Linked DNA regions of Mus musculus: regions 1 and 2 are each linked to region 3. The links are chromatin contacts, called in public Hi-C maps. All regions are on one chromosome and are shown on one strand. The core of a region is the stretch at or near the end of the contact, and the rest is flanking DNA. Distances in the headings are between cores, read along the strand shown. Region 1 has its middle 38 kb from the start of Gm23003. Region 2 has its middle 16 kb from the start of Gm23003. Region 3 overlaps Gm45968 (a long non-coding RNA gene).

What was found. Hi-C and Micro-C count contacts between places; a contact is called where the count stands out from the background.
Region 1: a Hi-C map of pancreatic cancer cells shows a contact between it and region 3, with 6 times the contacts expected there. The contact joins two enhancer-like sites. A contact is called at or near these places in 3 of 484 Hi-C or Micro-C datasets (brown adipocytes, myocytes and pancreatic cancer cells).
Region 2: a Hi-C map of pancreatic cancer cells shows a contact between it and region 3, with 2.2 times the contacts expected there. The contact joins two enhancer-like sites. A contact is called at or near these places in 1 of 39 promoter capture datasets (liver) and 3 of 484 Hi-C or Micro-C datasets (the HL-1 cell line, embryonic fibroblasts and pancreatic cancer cells).

The regions. Positions count from the first base shown.
Region 1 is chr16:55,630,758-55,635,196 of GRCm38.p6, reverse strand. No RefSeq gene overlaps it. Among named protein-coding and RNA genes, the nearest start is that of Gm23003, 38 kb to the right of the region's middle. Within about 2 kb of position 2,781, at least 51 of the 459 cell types and tissues checked have an H3K27ac peak or open chromatin away from gene starts, as enhancers often do. A contact at or near this core is called in pancreatic cancer cells, where this site is marked.
Region 2 is chr16:55,608,781-55,613,424 of GRCm38.p6, reverse strand. No RefSeq gene overlaps it. Among named protein-coding and RNA genes, the nearest start is that of Gm23003, 16 kb to the right of the region's middle. Within about 2 kb of position 1,329, at least 30 of the 459 cell types and tissues checked have an H3K27ac peak or open chromatin away from gene starts, as enhancers often do. A contact at or near this core is called in pancreatic cancer cells, where this site is marked.
Region 3 is chr16:55,477,248-55,482,112 of GRCm38.p6, reverse strand. All of the region lies in intron 2 of Gm45968 (a long non-coding RNA gene), which reads left to right. Among named protein-coding and RNA genes, the nearest start is that of Mir5118, 15 kb to the left of the region's middle. Within about 2 kb of position 1,517, at least 7 of the 459 cell types and tissues checked have an H3K27ac peak or open chromatin away from gene starts, as enhancers often do. A contact at or near this core is called in pancreatic cancer cells, where this site is marked.

The sequences.
Region 1 (4,439 bases), core at 1,532-4,031, 150 kb before region 3:
TTTTTTTTTTACAAGATATTATAATGTTATTTGTGTGAGATTTTTTAGAGATTCATCATTTCCCTTTGACATCTGCCTACTCCATTTCTGGAGGGAAGGAAGACAAAATACCTCTCAGAGATAGGAGTCAGTCTTAGCCAACTATTTGGGCTTTGGGCCTCCGACTTCTCAGACTCAAGTGTGTAGTGTAGAGAAATTTTATCCAGCAACATGCCTGCTTTGGCAAAGGAACACATCCAAAGACCTAGGACTGTGTGATCTGACTGGAATGACACACATTTAATCCCTTTGGCTGGAATACAGACAGGACCTTAGTGCACACCTTTAATCCCACACACTGCAGGCAAAGTTAATTTGTAGGAGGAAGCAGCCATGTTTGGAAGTGACTTTTAATTGAGTAACAAAGTGATGAATAAGAGAAAAAAATTTGATGGAATGAATCAGAGAAAGGATTCATCCCTCTTAAGAACAGTCCAGGAAAGAGAGGTCTCTTAAGAGAGAAGCTCAGAGATAAATGGGGGATGGTAGAGGGGAAAAGGAGAGGGGAACAGGGAGGGGAAGGGGAGAGAGAGAGAGAGAGAGAGAGAGAGAGAGAGAGAGAGAGAGAGAGAGAGAGAGAGAGATTGATTTTGGGGGGGGCAGGTTTACAAAGACAGGTTATACATGAAGATAGAAGGGGCCAGAGAATGAGGAAGATCCAGAAGGTTAGAATCCAGAAAATTCGAACAGATTGCCAGAATTAGTTTGAAGCCAAGCAGAGCAATTCAGTCAAAAGCTAAGAGAAGTCCATTTGAATCAGTCAGTTTGGAGAGGAGTTTTGAGCCAAAACAGCTGAGTTGATAGCTAGTAGCTTTCAAATTCGTATGAGAATAATTTTCAGTAAAATATACATATCTTATTGATATGGTACTTAGTAAACTCAGAATAAAGATGTCATGAAATACTATTTTATTTATCTCTTTTTGAAAATATATAAATGCATTTTGATTATATCCACTTATAACCTTCTCCAACTTCTTTTTGGCTTCTTTCCATGCTCTCTTCCCACTTCATATTTTCTTTTTCTTCTTTTTCTTTTTCTTTATAATTCACTGAGCCAAATTCATACTGCTTACAGGCATATGAGTGTAGGACACCCTCGAGAACAGGCAACATATAAAAGGTTGCACCCTTGAATAAAAGTGACCCTCCCTCTCCTGCCATTCATAAGCTGCTAATAGCTTCCAGCCTGGGAGTTATCTTGACATCCATCATGGAATGTTTACTAGTTTGGTCTTATTCAAGCAGCCATAACTGCTGTGAATTCATAACTAGTAAAGGCTTCACCATTCATTAGCACTCAGAGCCTCGGGTGTACTAGACAAACATTCCTGCCACTGAGCTACATATATTCTCAGCCATGTTTGTTTATTATTACATGTGACTCAGTAATTTGGTTCTATAAACTATTAATAGATATTCACCTGCCATTTGAAAATACTGATCTGTTTTATCACATTTGTTCTGTTCTAATTATCAATATAATCCTGAGGATTAAACTGTAATTACTCTAATTATATATCCCTCCTTCTTCACAGAAGAGAAGTTTGTATTTGTTAATCTCTTCTTTCCTTGCAGTGATTTCACAGATATTCACTCTCATGAAGAAACTAGGTTCAGTTGTTCGCTGTTCTCCCTGCGCTGACAGGCAATCAAAAACCCTCTGGTCTGAATACGTCTGTAGGATGTAAATAAGAAAAAAAAAATCACAGTCTTTTAATTGTTTTCAGTTCCTGGAAGAGGATTTCGGTTTGGTTAGGACTATTTGTGGTAATCCTTTGGATTCAAAATTAGTATTTCATTAACCAAATTTGTTCGTTTAAAAACTTGTATTTTTCTTCCACCTTTACTACACACCCATTAACAATTATGCAGGAATGCATCTGCCCTAGGGAAAACTGTATCTTTATTCTGATGAAAACTCACTAAGAGTCAAAGAAAATTCCAATTGTTCTTAGCAATACTGTAGCACAGCATTCAAGGGATGTAGTACCAAGGTGTGAAACAGTGTTACTCATTTTAGCCTTGAGAGCATTGTAATAGAATTCTAAAATACAATAGTTGAAAGTAATTTTTCTGTCTATTGATAAAGATATACTTGTAAAGAATAAATAGCTATTGTATAAATATTAAGTGATTATCATTTGTGAAGGACGATATCTTTAAAAGTATTTTTTCCCTAGATAAAAATCCCTGATCCACCAGGGTTTCTCTCTTCATGGTGTTTGAAGACATCATTAGGGCTTTTATGTTCCCCTTGGCACTCTTGCACACATAACTTTACAGGAAGTAACTATTGAAGGGAATGTTTCATGTGCCATCAAACTTATTTCTGTTAAAGATGTTGATAGGAAATGAATTTGAACTTTCCTTTCCTTAGATGCATATAGTATTAAAATTTTTGGTTTGCATGGACCTAAGGCAGAGCCTCAATAACGGTAGCTATAAAATGCTCATCTGTATTACTAATTGTATCTTCCTTAAATTCACACACACACACACACACACACACACACACACACACACACACACACTTATGTGTATATGTATATGTACACACACTCCTGGTATGTCACAATGTGACCTTATTTGGAAGTAAGTTCCTTACAGATATGTTTATTTAAGACGAGTAATATGAGAATAAGGTGCCATGTGAAGAGACAGACACGCACAGAGGATAAGCAGTGTGAAGATGCAGGGGGAAGAGAAACAGCATCACCATGCCAAGGAATGACTAAGGCCACTGGAAGCTGGGAGAGAGGAATGTAACAGACTGTGTCTCAGAGTCCTGGGCGGGGGTTTGGGGTGGGGGAAACAACCTTGCCAACCTCTTCACCACAGATGGAACTCCAGATCTGCAGGACAATGGGTTTCTGTGGCTGAAACTGTGTACCTCTGTTATGGCACTTCAGCAAATGATATCATTGGGAAGGCCAGTGAGAAAGAAATGTACTCTGAAAACAGAGTGTCCAAGCAGAGTGTCCATAGGAGAACAGGAGGTATGGAGTGATGGCAGATAGATCTTAATGTCTTTAAACAGATTTATTTATTTATTTATTTATTTATTTATTTATTTATTTTACTAGAAAATGTCAGTTGGAGACCTTTTTGAGCCTCCAGTTTTTTTTTTTTTTTCTGGACTAAAGTCGCACTGATTTTCACACAGGAGCTCTAGTGCAGTTCTCTCCATTCTGCTGAGTGTGCTTTCTAGCTTCTGTGCACACTCTCAGCAATAACACACATTGAGTTCCTATGGTGTGTCAGACAGTGTGCTGAGAAACACGAATGGGTTCAGCTTTCTGAGGGTGCCTGGGCCAGAGGTTAAGTCATGTGACCTGGCTTCAAGAGAGTGGAAACAGGGAACTGAGGCACCTCTCAGGAGGAACACAAAAGCTGATATTAGTCAGTGGTGGAAAGCTTCCCAGAGGAACTGGCTGAGCATTGTTGAGAAAGAAGAAAGAATGGAGATGAGAAGTAGGCATGGGGTTACAAGAATAATTTATTAAAAATAAGAACATATATAGCAACGACTAGAGTTAATGTAAGTTATCCAGTCTACTAAGGAAGGGGCTTATTATCATCATTTTTCATTCAAAATTACTGAATGGTATCTACTTATGGCATGTGATGTAGTAATTTAATATGACACGCTCATAGACTATATCTTTAAATAAAGCAAAACTTCCATTTTTAAAATACTTATTAGTATTTTGTACTGGGAATATTTTAATTCCTTTCCTATTCTTCTAAATCCAATGTAACATGAAGAAAAGCATCCGTAATGCAGCTAAGAATAGGGTGGAGAGAGCCGACTAGAAAATTTTCTGTAAGGAAGGAGATGATTGTGGCTTTGATTCCTGTGGTTTAATTGTGGCAGAAGTCAAAGGGAGGAGTTGAGAAATAATTCAAGGGTAACAACAAAAGCCAGTGACTGGCTACATACAAGGAAGGGGGTAGAGAGGTGGCTTCTGGGGCTTGCTTTCAGGGTTATAGAATGGGCTGAGTGTTGGGGTCATTTACTAAGCAGGCCATGCAGGAAGTAAACCAAGACTGGAATGGCAATGCATGTGGTGACTAAAACACATGAGGGGTCCATGAGACATCAAAGGATCAGCATCTCTCAGCCTTTTCCCCGTCTCTATATTTTACCATCCATCAGCATTGTCCTCCCTGCCCCATTTACTTCAATAAAAAAAAAGTGTGCGTACTTCAGGACTATTGTTTTATCCTTGTATCACTGAGCTTAGGAGTTCTTCTTGGGATTATCCATACATTCATTTGTCTCAAACAGGATTAATTTCTCTAAATTCAACACGTGCTTAAAGCCATGGAAAAGACTGTTTTTAATGGCCACAAGAGCCCAGATCAGAACACAGCTTACACAGGCTCAAGGCCAGGTT
Region 2 (4,644 bases), core at 80-2,579, 130 kb before region 3:
AGCCTACATTGCTCATCTGATTGCCCCAAGAACATATAATTAGGCAGTTTCTAAACCTGAAATATCCACTTCAGTATGTGTAGAGTTTCCCCCATGATGCCATTCATGAGATAGAAACCTTGAAGTTACCGCCAGTCTAGACAATGTATTTTGAAATCTTAAAAGCATTTTTTTTCCAAAGGAAAAAACCCGACCTCATTTTACTCAGTACACAAAATAGATATATTGCAGCGCAGTGATACCAGATGGGTTAACATTTCCATTTCTCCTGCACTCAGTGCACCATGGTGAAAATAATAGTATTTCCTTGTCCCTGTTTACACTGGCTGAGAACCATGAATTGTGGCTCTGCTCCAAAGCTGGTGACTTATCGAGTCATAACTCTGTTCACCCACAAATTAAATATTTTTCTGTACTTGCCCTTTGGATAGGATGCTGGTGGGAGGAGATAGGGTGAGCCTTTAGATCCATGAGCTGCAGCAGGGCATTGTTGATGTGGGTTTTCTAAGTTCAGATACTAACTTTAATATTTGAGCAGGGCAGTGAAGAATCAACACGGGTCTACTGTGTTTTCCTCCTCTAGATTAGTTATTATTTTTTTTTTTTGCATAAGTCTACTTATTTCTAAATACACCCAGAAAGATAAAAAAGATAGCAGAGTTGTGTCTCCAGGAGGACAGTGACAGTAGGTTGTAAATAAAAAAAGAAAAAAGAAAAAAGAAAAGAAAAAAAAAAGAAAAAGTTCAGAAACTTCTTTAGTGTCGAAGATATACAATATACAACTCTGATTCGGCTAAGCAGATATTTTAAAAATTGAATGGATTTCACTGAATTTTGTGAGAAAAGCCTCTTAAAGGCAATTTTGGTAGCTTAGGTTCAAATTTGAGTTGCATAAAGAATTAATGAAGTGTAGGAAAGATAAATGAAGCATCTCTCCAGGTCTCCCTACATAATTAATATGTAGATCATGAGGTTGTTTGAGCTCTGGGTGTTCTCTTAGCCCAGTTTAGAAGGATGTAATGTCTTATTGCATGTAACAGTGGCTCAGGAACTCCACCAGGATGACTGCACAGTCTTTGTTGTTTGTTTGTTTTTTGAAACAGCTCAGCTCAGCTTCAGCTAACTATGTAGCCGAGGGTAGCCTTGAACTTCTCATCTTCTTGCATGCATCTCCCAGGACTGGGATTACAAGCATATAGCGCCACGCCCAGTTTTATTCTATGGTCTTGACCTAAAAGATTGCAGCACAGGTTTATCTGTGAGGCAGTTTCGAGAAGGTCAAACAGTGATCTCAGCTGGTGACTGTCATCTACTGACGTCAAGAGCACTTCATAGCTTGTCATTTGGTGTATTTTTAGATTCCAAAGACATAGCTGGTGTATTTAGTAGTATCAGTCTTGACTCATGAATTTTTGTTAACCTTCATCATCTGTTTTTAATGGACAGATCAGAAAAACATTTTTTTCCCTCGTCCAAGTGATCATTTTCCTCAGAAAGTGGATCATAAAATATCGTACCCACATACTATTGTAGAGAAAAAGTGATTGGACAGTACAAGTGCCACTTGTTAACAGAGCAAAGAAGAGACACAAGATCTCCAAGTGTCACTTTTCTTCAAGTGGAGATAGTAGTTTTTGGCACCATGTGGCATGCTTTCTGGGTCATAAAGTCTGCATTTAGAATTATAATACCGACAAGGGTCCCATTCTAAATGAGCTTTGGCAGGAGCTCATTTATTTCCTTAACTATCTATTTGGAAGTGCAGAAAGGAATGGGTCCCAGGTGGCTCCAAGATGTCATTAATGGCTAGGGATATTTTCTCGGGCAGGGAGAGAGGTCCTTTCCAGCTGTTTTCCTTTGCAATTCTAAGATGATTGCCAGAGGCAATAAATAATAAATAAGAAATCAGATGTTTTAGTTGAAGAAAGAAAGAAACTTTTAACTTTACACTATGGAATCTAAATCCTTTGCTATGCTGTTCGGCCAACTTTGGTCATGTGTGCCCTTTGCACTCTACTTCAGATAGACTCATGGTGATACAATGCTTCAGTCAACATATTGTCTGGGAAATGGAATACATCATAAGTGATTAGTTATGGTATCTACCGTGTACTTACAGAGTAATTAGTTGAGAGCTAATTTAGATGTACAATATCTGGTCATAAACGGCATTTGCTAAATGGTAATTAGTACACATTCTGGTTAATTATAAATGGACAGGCCACTTTGAACTCATAGTTTACCCTGTTTGACCTAAACTCATTGATAAAGGAGCTAAGAGCTTAGCTTTGACTCAATGATTTTTTTTTTTTTGTACAGAGAAAATAAAATTTGAAAATCCTATCTTATACCTATGGTGCTAAGCCCCATAAACATTTCACACATTTGCCACTGTTTACAGTAAAACCCCATCAAAAGAGCATCAATGAGTCAGAACAAATCCATTATCACAGTGGAAAAACAACTGAAGTGAATGACTTTTTAAAAATAATTATTGAAAATAGATTCTTGTATCATACAATGTGTCCTGACCACAGTTTCCCTTTCCTCTGCTCCTCCCAGCTCCACTCCCCCGAGCTCCAACTCTCCCTGATCCAGTCTACCCTCTGTGTCCCTTCAGAAAAGAGCAGACCTCCAAGAGATAACAGCCAAACAAGACAAAACAAGATGCAATCGGACAAGGCAAACGCCCTCATATAGAGCCTGGGCAAGGCAACCTGTAAGTGGAAAAGAGTCCCAAGAGCAGGCAAAAGAGTCAGAGACAAGATGTTTATAAGAAAAACTATGAGAAGACAGACTTTCTGAGGCTTCTTGCTTGAACCAAGGACCTTACATATCCCAGGCAAACACTGTATTATTGAATTACGCTTCACTCCCAAACAATTAGTCTCCTACCCCCAAACTACTTTTAAACAACTAATTTTTATGCAAGGAAAATGAATTAATAAAGTCAGTTTTGTATCTTCAGAACATATATTGAGTTATCAAATAAAAGCATTGGTTTCTCCATATAGAAGTACTTGTAGACCAAGTACCTGGATTATACTAAATGTTAAAAACCAATTCCCCACTAAGTAATCAGCCCCCAAAGCAAGGATAAAGTTTATATCTTAATCAAGTTCTTACACTGGTGTAATCAGACCGGGAAAGGAATGTTTGGGATATGTACATAATTCACGCACGTCCTTTCTTCTAAGAAGAGTAACCTATACAGTGAAATATGTTGGTCCATGTGTTCACATTATTTCTTAAGAAAATAAAACGATCAACAATTTGTCAAGATCAGGGAACAGCTGACCCTCTCCATCATCATAATTTGAGAATTTACTAAGAAGAATATTCACAAAATAAAGGTCACAGAGGAGAAAAAGTACAGGAGATTATAGGTAGTATTCAACACAAGAACACAGCCCACAGGATCTAAGCAGCACTCATAGGGGCTCGCAGAGACTGATGGGATGAGCAGAGAGCCTGTATGGGTCCGAACTAGTCCTCTGTATATATGTCCATGTATGTCCATGTATGTCCATGTAGCTTGGTATTCTTGAGGGACTCCTTACGGTGGGAGCGGTGGTATCTCTGACTCTTTAGCCTGATTTGTTGTTGTTGTTTTCATGCTTACTCTTATTGTATCTTGTTATGTTGTATTTGATTGCTATCCCTAGGAGGTCTATTCTTTTCTGAAGGGAAGTGGAGGACGATTGGATCTGAGGAGAAGGGGAAATGAGGTGAGGACAGTGAGGAGTTGGGGGAGGGGACACTGTGGCCAGGATGCAATTCACAAGATAATAATAATAATAATAATAATAATAATAATAATAATAATAATAATAATAAAGTTTAGAAGAAGAGAGAGCTACCTGCCCCCAGTCTCAACTCTTGTCTCTGTCCATTACCCATGCTCAAGACCTCCAGGAACTCCAAGGACTGGCAAGCCTGTGTGCAGAGGAGGGGCTCTGCAGCTCAGTGAAAATGTCAGTACACTATTTCAGCAGATCCATTCTTTGGTAAACCTGAGAAGATCCTGTCACCATTTCGCCAGGCTCTGGCACCTAGAGGCCATGAAGCAGTTTTGGGGACCAGTTGGGAATTTAGATCCCTTGTCTTCTTGTGATTTTATTTTCTGATTGGCATTTTCAACATACTCACTCTACCCACTCTCCCTCCCACATTTTCCTGCCTCCTTTCTCAGCTTGGACCCTTGCGCTCCTGGTGTTCTCTATTCTCCTATCACATGTACTCTGCCTGCTCACACCTCTCGAATCTGCCTGGCTGTCTGCTTTTCTGTGTCTTCTTAGTCACTTGGAACTTGGATCAAAATCTATGGCCAGGGCCAGGAAGCTGGAGTGGGTGGGTTGGTGAGCAGGGGGAGAGGGGAGGGGATGGGGGGGGGTTCAGAGGGGAAACCAGGAAAGGGGATAGCGCTTAAAATGTAAATAAAGAAAATATCTAATAAAAAAAATCTATGGGTGTCAATGTGTATAACTCTCACAGGACTGAATCCACATGAAAGTCTGTCTCTGGAAACTCATTGACTAAGCATATTCTCGGTTTCAGAAAATTTGTTCAACCTTGAAAGTTTCAAAGTTACGGATGTAAATGTCTATGTTTATTAAGCGTAGTTTTACCCATTAGTGTGTGTAG
Region 3 (4,865 bases), core at 268-2,767:
GCAATACTCCACTCTTTTGTATTAATTTCTGTCCTAGGATTTCTATTTCAGTGACAAAACTCAGACCAAAAGCAACGTAGCTAAGAAATGGATCATCTTTTTCTAAACCATATTTACTGGCAAAGCCCTTTGGGATTGGTAGAAAAAGAAATATGTGTGGCTGAGAGACATAAATTTGAAAGTTGGTCTGGTCTGGTATAAACGATATTTAAAACTGTGTGGAAAAAAAGAAAAGGTGAAATAGATCATACATGAGAAATGAAAAGAGATCAGAATATCTTTAAGCAGGGCCGGAGATAATCAATCAATCAATCAATCAATCAATCATTCAAGTGTGTAGCTCTGAGGCCTTGGGTAGAGGAGAAATGAGTGGAGGGAGGGAGGGTGGTTTGCTGCTGTGTGATTTACTGAAACAAGGAACGCAAAACACATGATACGTCGTGGCTAAGCTTCTCTACCTGGACACCTTCTGCTTTTGAGTGTGCTGCCAACTTTTCTGAGTCTCGGTTGCGCCATCTTTGACTATCCTGAAAGGAGATACGAATGGTGAGGAAGGAGGACTTCGGATGGGAAGCTGCAATTGTTGCCTCAGCACTAGAGGATGGGAGGTGTGGAGATAAGGGCAGAGCCGATCTCCTATCAACTCTAAAATCTTACAGAATATGAACATATGCACAGTGATATTTAACAGCTCAAGATGATAGGTTACTTTTCTTCTTCTGAATCACGTTCGAGCTATCAGGTCGTCAGTACTTAATTCTGGCTATTGGGAATATGAATGTCAAGGGGAACTGAGTACATATGGGGAACTGAATACATATGGTAGCAACTGTATTGTAGAGTAGATAAGGCTGAGATGGCGTGCCCCAAAGAAGCTGCTGGAGAGAACTGTCAAGGCTGTGACCCTGAGAACTGTGAGACCTGAGAATGTGACCCTGAGAATATTGTAGGATCGTCGGAGTTTAGAGGTTAAATCTGAATCCCGCTGTTCTTATTCAGTGACATCCATAAGGACACTTTGCCTTGTCCTCATACCACAGAACCATCTGAGACCACAGGTCAGACCAGGGTCTTTTACCTTCATTCTGAACACAGTGTCTGGGATACACTCTGCCTTCTGACCACACAGTCATATTTCACACTACGGGGTGACAAAGGCCGAGAAAGGGAGTCCTCTGCCACAGGGCGTTGCCATGCCCGCGGTGCTGAGCCTCCAGCTGGCTTCTACTCAAATCACTATGAGTGTGTGGTGCAGAGTCAATTGTTACTTACAGATCACGCGTTCTTCGCCTAATTCCACCTAGATCCACGGAGTGTTTGCAGGCAAAGGTTTTTTTTTAATCTTTTACAATTTCAATTCTGTGCGACTGATTGATTAACACGGTAACACGAACAAACACGAAGCAGAGGAGCTTCAGGTGACACATTCAATTAACGCCATTCAGGCAGGAAAGGTAAGCATTCTGGTACAAGACAGTTACGGATTGCAGGTTAATGAATGTAGCAGCATGCTTTCAGAGATCTTCGAGTGTTAGTCTATAACACGTGGCCACAGTCAGTCAGCTCAGAAGAGGGTAGGTGCAGGCTGGGAAGGGCGTCAGAATAATAGCAGTTTTTGTTTTGTATGCAGGCCATATTAGATAGACTTACTAAACTTAATCTGACCCCTAGTGGCACCTTGTGTTAATGAGCACATTTGAATTCCACTCCGATTTTTTTTTCTTTTTGTGGGAGGCCTATCATTTTTGTCATATTCGCCTGAGTAAAAAAAACCTTACAGCTGATCTGTTGGGGCAAGTGTCCAGTAATATTCTTTATTTTATAAATTTATTTTTATAAATAAGGGGACTGAGGCTGTGTTTAGTGATTTGAACGAAGCTTTAGAATTAATCAAAAATTCACTAAAGATAGAATTCAGATTATAGGTTTTGATGTTGTAAAGGGGATACCATCAGCTGTGCAATATTATACACAGATATTTAAAGTTACTGATAAGGAAAATATTAGAGCTACGAGAAATTAATGGGTCTTGGGATAACAGATGCCTATGCATTTGTGACTTGGTATCAAAATGTTTTATCTCAGAATATATTTTTGGAACTGTCAAAGTCAAAATTACTGACTAATGGACATATAAAGGGTGAATATCTTAGATCTTTTTCTCTTGGAAATAATATAACCATCCTAAAATATATTAGCAAGTGAAGCCATTTTGATGATTGAATCAGTAACAATTTTATCACATAATTCAATACTCGATCAACAATCTTGTCCAAATTGGGCTGATGTATGTCTCTTTGTGTGTGCACACAATTCTGGCATTTTAAATGAAATCACAATGTTTAATAGTTGAAAGAGGGCAGGCTTCCTGCCTGAGTGGTAGGGTAGAATTTTCAGTGTTACTGTTCGAATCTAACAGGGTCTCCACTGGCTCGTATGTTACCTCCCTTTAAAACCTTTAGGACATGCGACCCAGCTGGAGCAAGTAAGTAATGGTGGGTGGTTCTTGAAAGTATCTTCTGTGAAACCTTTTCCTGTTATCCCTTCTGTCTTTTGTCCTCCATGAAGATGCTCCCTGTCCCATGTTCTTGCTGAAGATTACAGAGCCAAACATCTGTGGATTGAAATCTCCAAATCTCTGAGCAAAACAACAACAACAACAACAACAACATTCCATTCTTAAGTTGCTCCTTTAGGGTATTTGGCCTTTAAACAATGATTATATTTGTTTCCACCATCCCTGTAACAAATCGTACATGCCTACTTAAAAGAAGCACATATCTATTCTCCTCCATCTCTGAAGGTAAGAAATCCAGGATATATTTAAAGGCACATCAGTGTGTCAGTGGCTATTTTAAAGCTAGCCCTGCCTCCTCCTGAAGGCTCCAGGAAGATCCCACTTTAGGGGTCACCAGCACTTCTTGGTTGTCAATCACCTTCCGTCGTATCATCTCTATTCTGTAATGAAATGTCCTCTTTATAAGAATGGAGAGGCAGAGAAGAAAGATAAATGTTTAAGAGCACTGGCAGCTCTGATGGAGGACCTGGGTTCGGTTCCCTGCACCCACAACTATCTGTAACTTAAGTCCCGGGGATCTGGCATCCTCCTCTGGCCTCTGACAGCATCACACACAGTATGTATATGATCACACTGAAAAAATCTGGATAAGCCAGGCTATTCTTGCCATCCGAGAAATTCTCAGCCATGCTGACCAAGTCCCTTGTTGCAAGTAAAGTAATGTCCACGGGTTCAAGAGATAAAGATGAGGACATGCTGGGGGGACTCCTTATTAGTCAGTCATCATCTCTTCCATGCTTTGTGATCATGGTCAGCTCCTTTGCAGAACTTGTCATGAGGAGAAATGTAAAGGATACAATGTCTATAGAAAACCATCTAGAAGCCATACATAATTACTCATGGTCCCTTCTTTCCCCTCAGATCTGATAGTGAAAGGCACAGCATCAGAAATTCACATGATGTAGGGCGTTTCCATTTCTTGTGTTCAAGTTCTGAGATCTGAGATTATCATGTAGTAGATGGAGTGGGACAACAACGCTTGACTTACCAATTTCTCATTCTGTCTCTCCAGAGAGACGGCTTCCTCTCTCTCCCACCCCCTGAAAGACACACCTTGCATTTTGATTCGGAAACTTGATTACTTTCTTTCATCAGATTGTCCTTGTAGTTTGCATAGATAAAACTTCATTGCTGGTAATCAAATTAATTGCCTTTTAAAATAATTATGTCCTGCGGCAATCAATCCCACCCGGCTACAGATGGCAGGCAAAGTGTGTGCTGCATGCAGGCATGGTGAAATATAAACTGGGTTCAACTTTAGCCTCTTTTACAGTTTCTGCTCCGCTATGGCTTTGGTGTACTTAGGCGGCCAGAGAGCTCTGCAGTTTGGTCTATAGGTTTCATCTCCATCTTAAAAAAAAAAATCAGTGCTAATTTAGAGAAGACGTGTGGGGCAGATCTCATAACTCCTTGGTAAAGTTGACCACTTGATTGTAATGAGTGATTGAAGTCTCACTGAAGACCTTCCTTAGAGACACCATAAGCTATAGGGAATCCCGACTGTCCGGTAGATCAACATGACCTTCGAAAGTTAATCAGTGTGGCCTGGGGTTTTCCATCTTAATTTTCATTCCTTCAGATATGCAAACACCAATTTTCCCAGGGTAACACCCAATGCTTTGTGGGCTACCGCATGGGTGGAAGTGAGGCATATCTGCAAATGCCAGGTCTTGGAGAGATTTTCTCTAAGGTGTAATCTGACATCTTGAGAGAAAAGTGAATAAAGAAAGGCAGGTATTTATTGGCATTTAAAAAAGATTTACCCTTGAATCCAACACTGACATGGTCTGCGGACGTTTCTCTGTGCAGCAGGCTCCCCTACGTGACCTTTCATTTTTCAGACACACATTCACATCAAACTCTCACTCACTGGCTCTGTGACCAACGATTCTGTGAAGCTATTAAGCTATTAAACAGACCTGGGTCCCCTCAAACAGGAGACGAGGAATTTCTGTAATTCTGCAATCCTGTAATTTCTGCAATTCGTTGTGTTAATAACATGGCTATTGGTAAAGATAACTTCATCAGTGGAAAAAAAAGTCGTAATAAGTATGAAGATGGAGGTGGCAGATAGGCAAATGTACCAGCCTTGAGTGAAGCAACAGGAGACAGAGATACAGTTCTTAGCTGCAGGGAGTCCACACTGGGAAAGTGTGGACTGGAAATGATGGCCCAGCACTAGCTAATGCCTTTCTTTGGCACCTCATTATTGTCAGACAGCCATGAAGATTTTCTCAGCTCAAAATTTCTGTGATTCCTCATCGCACATTTTTGTTTGAACTCTGTG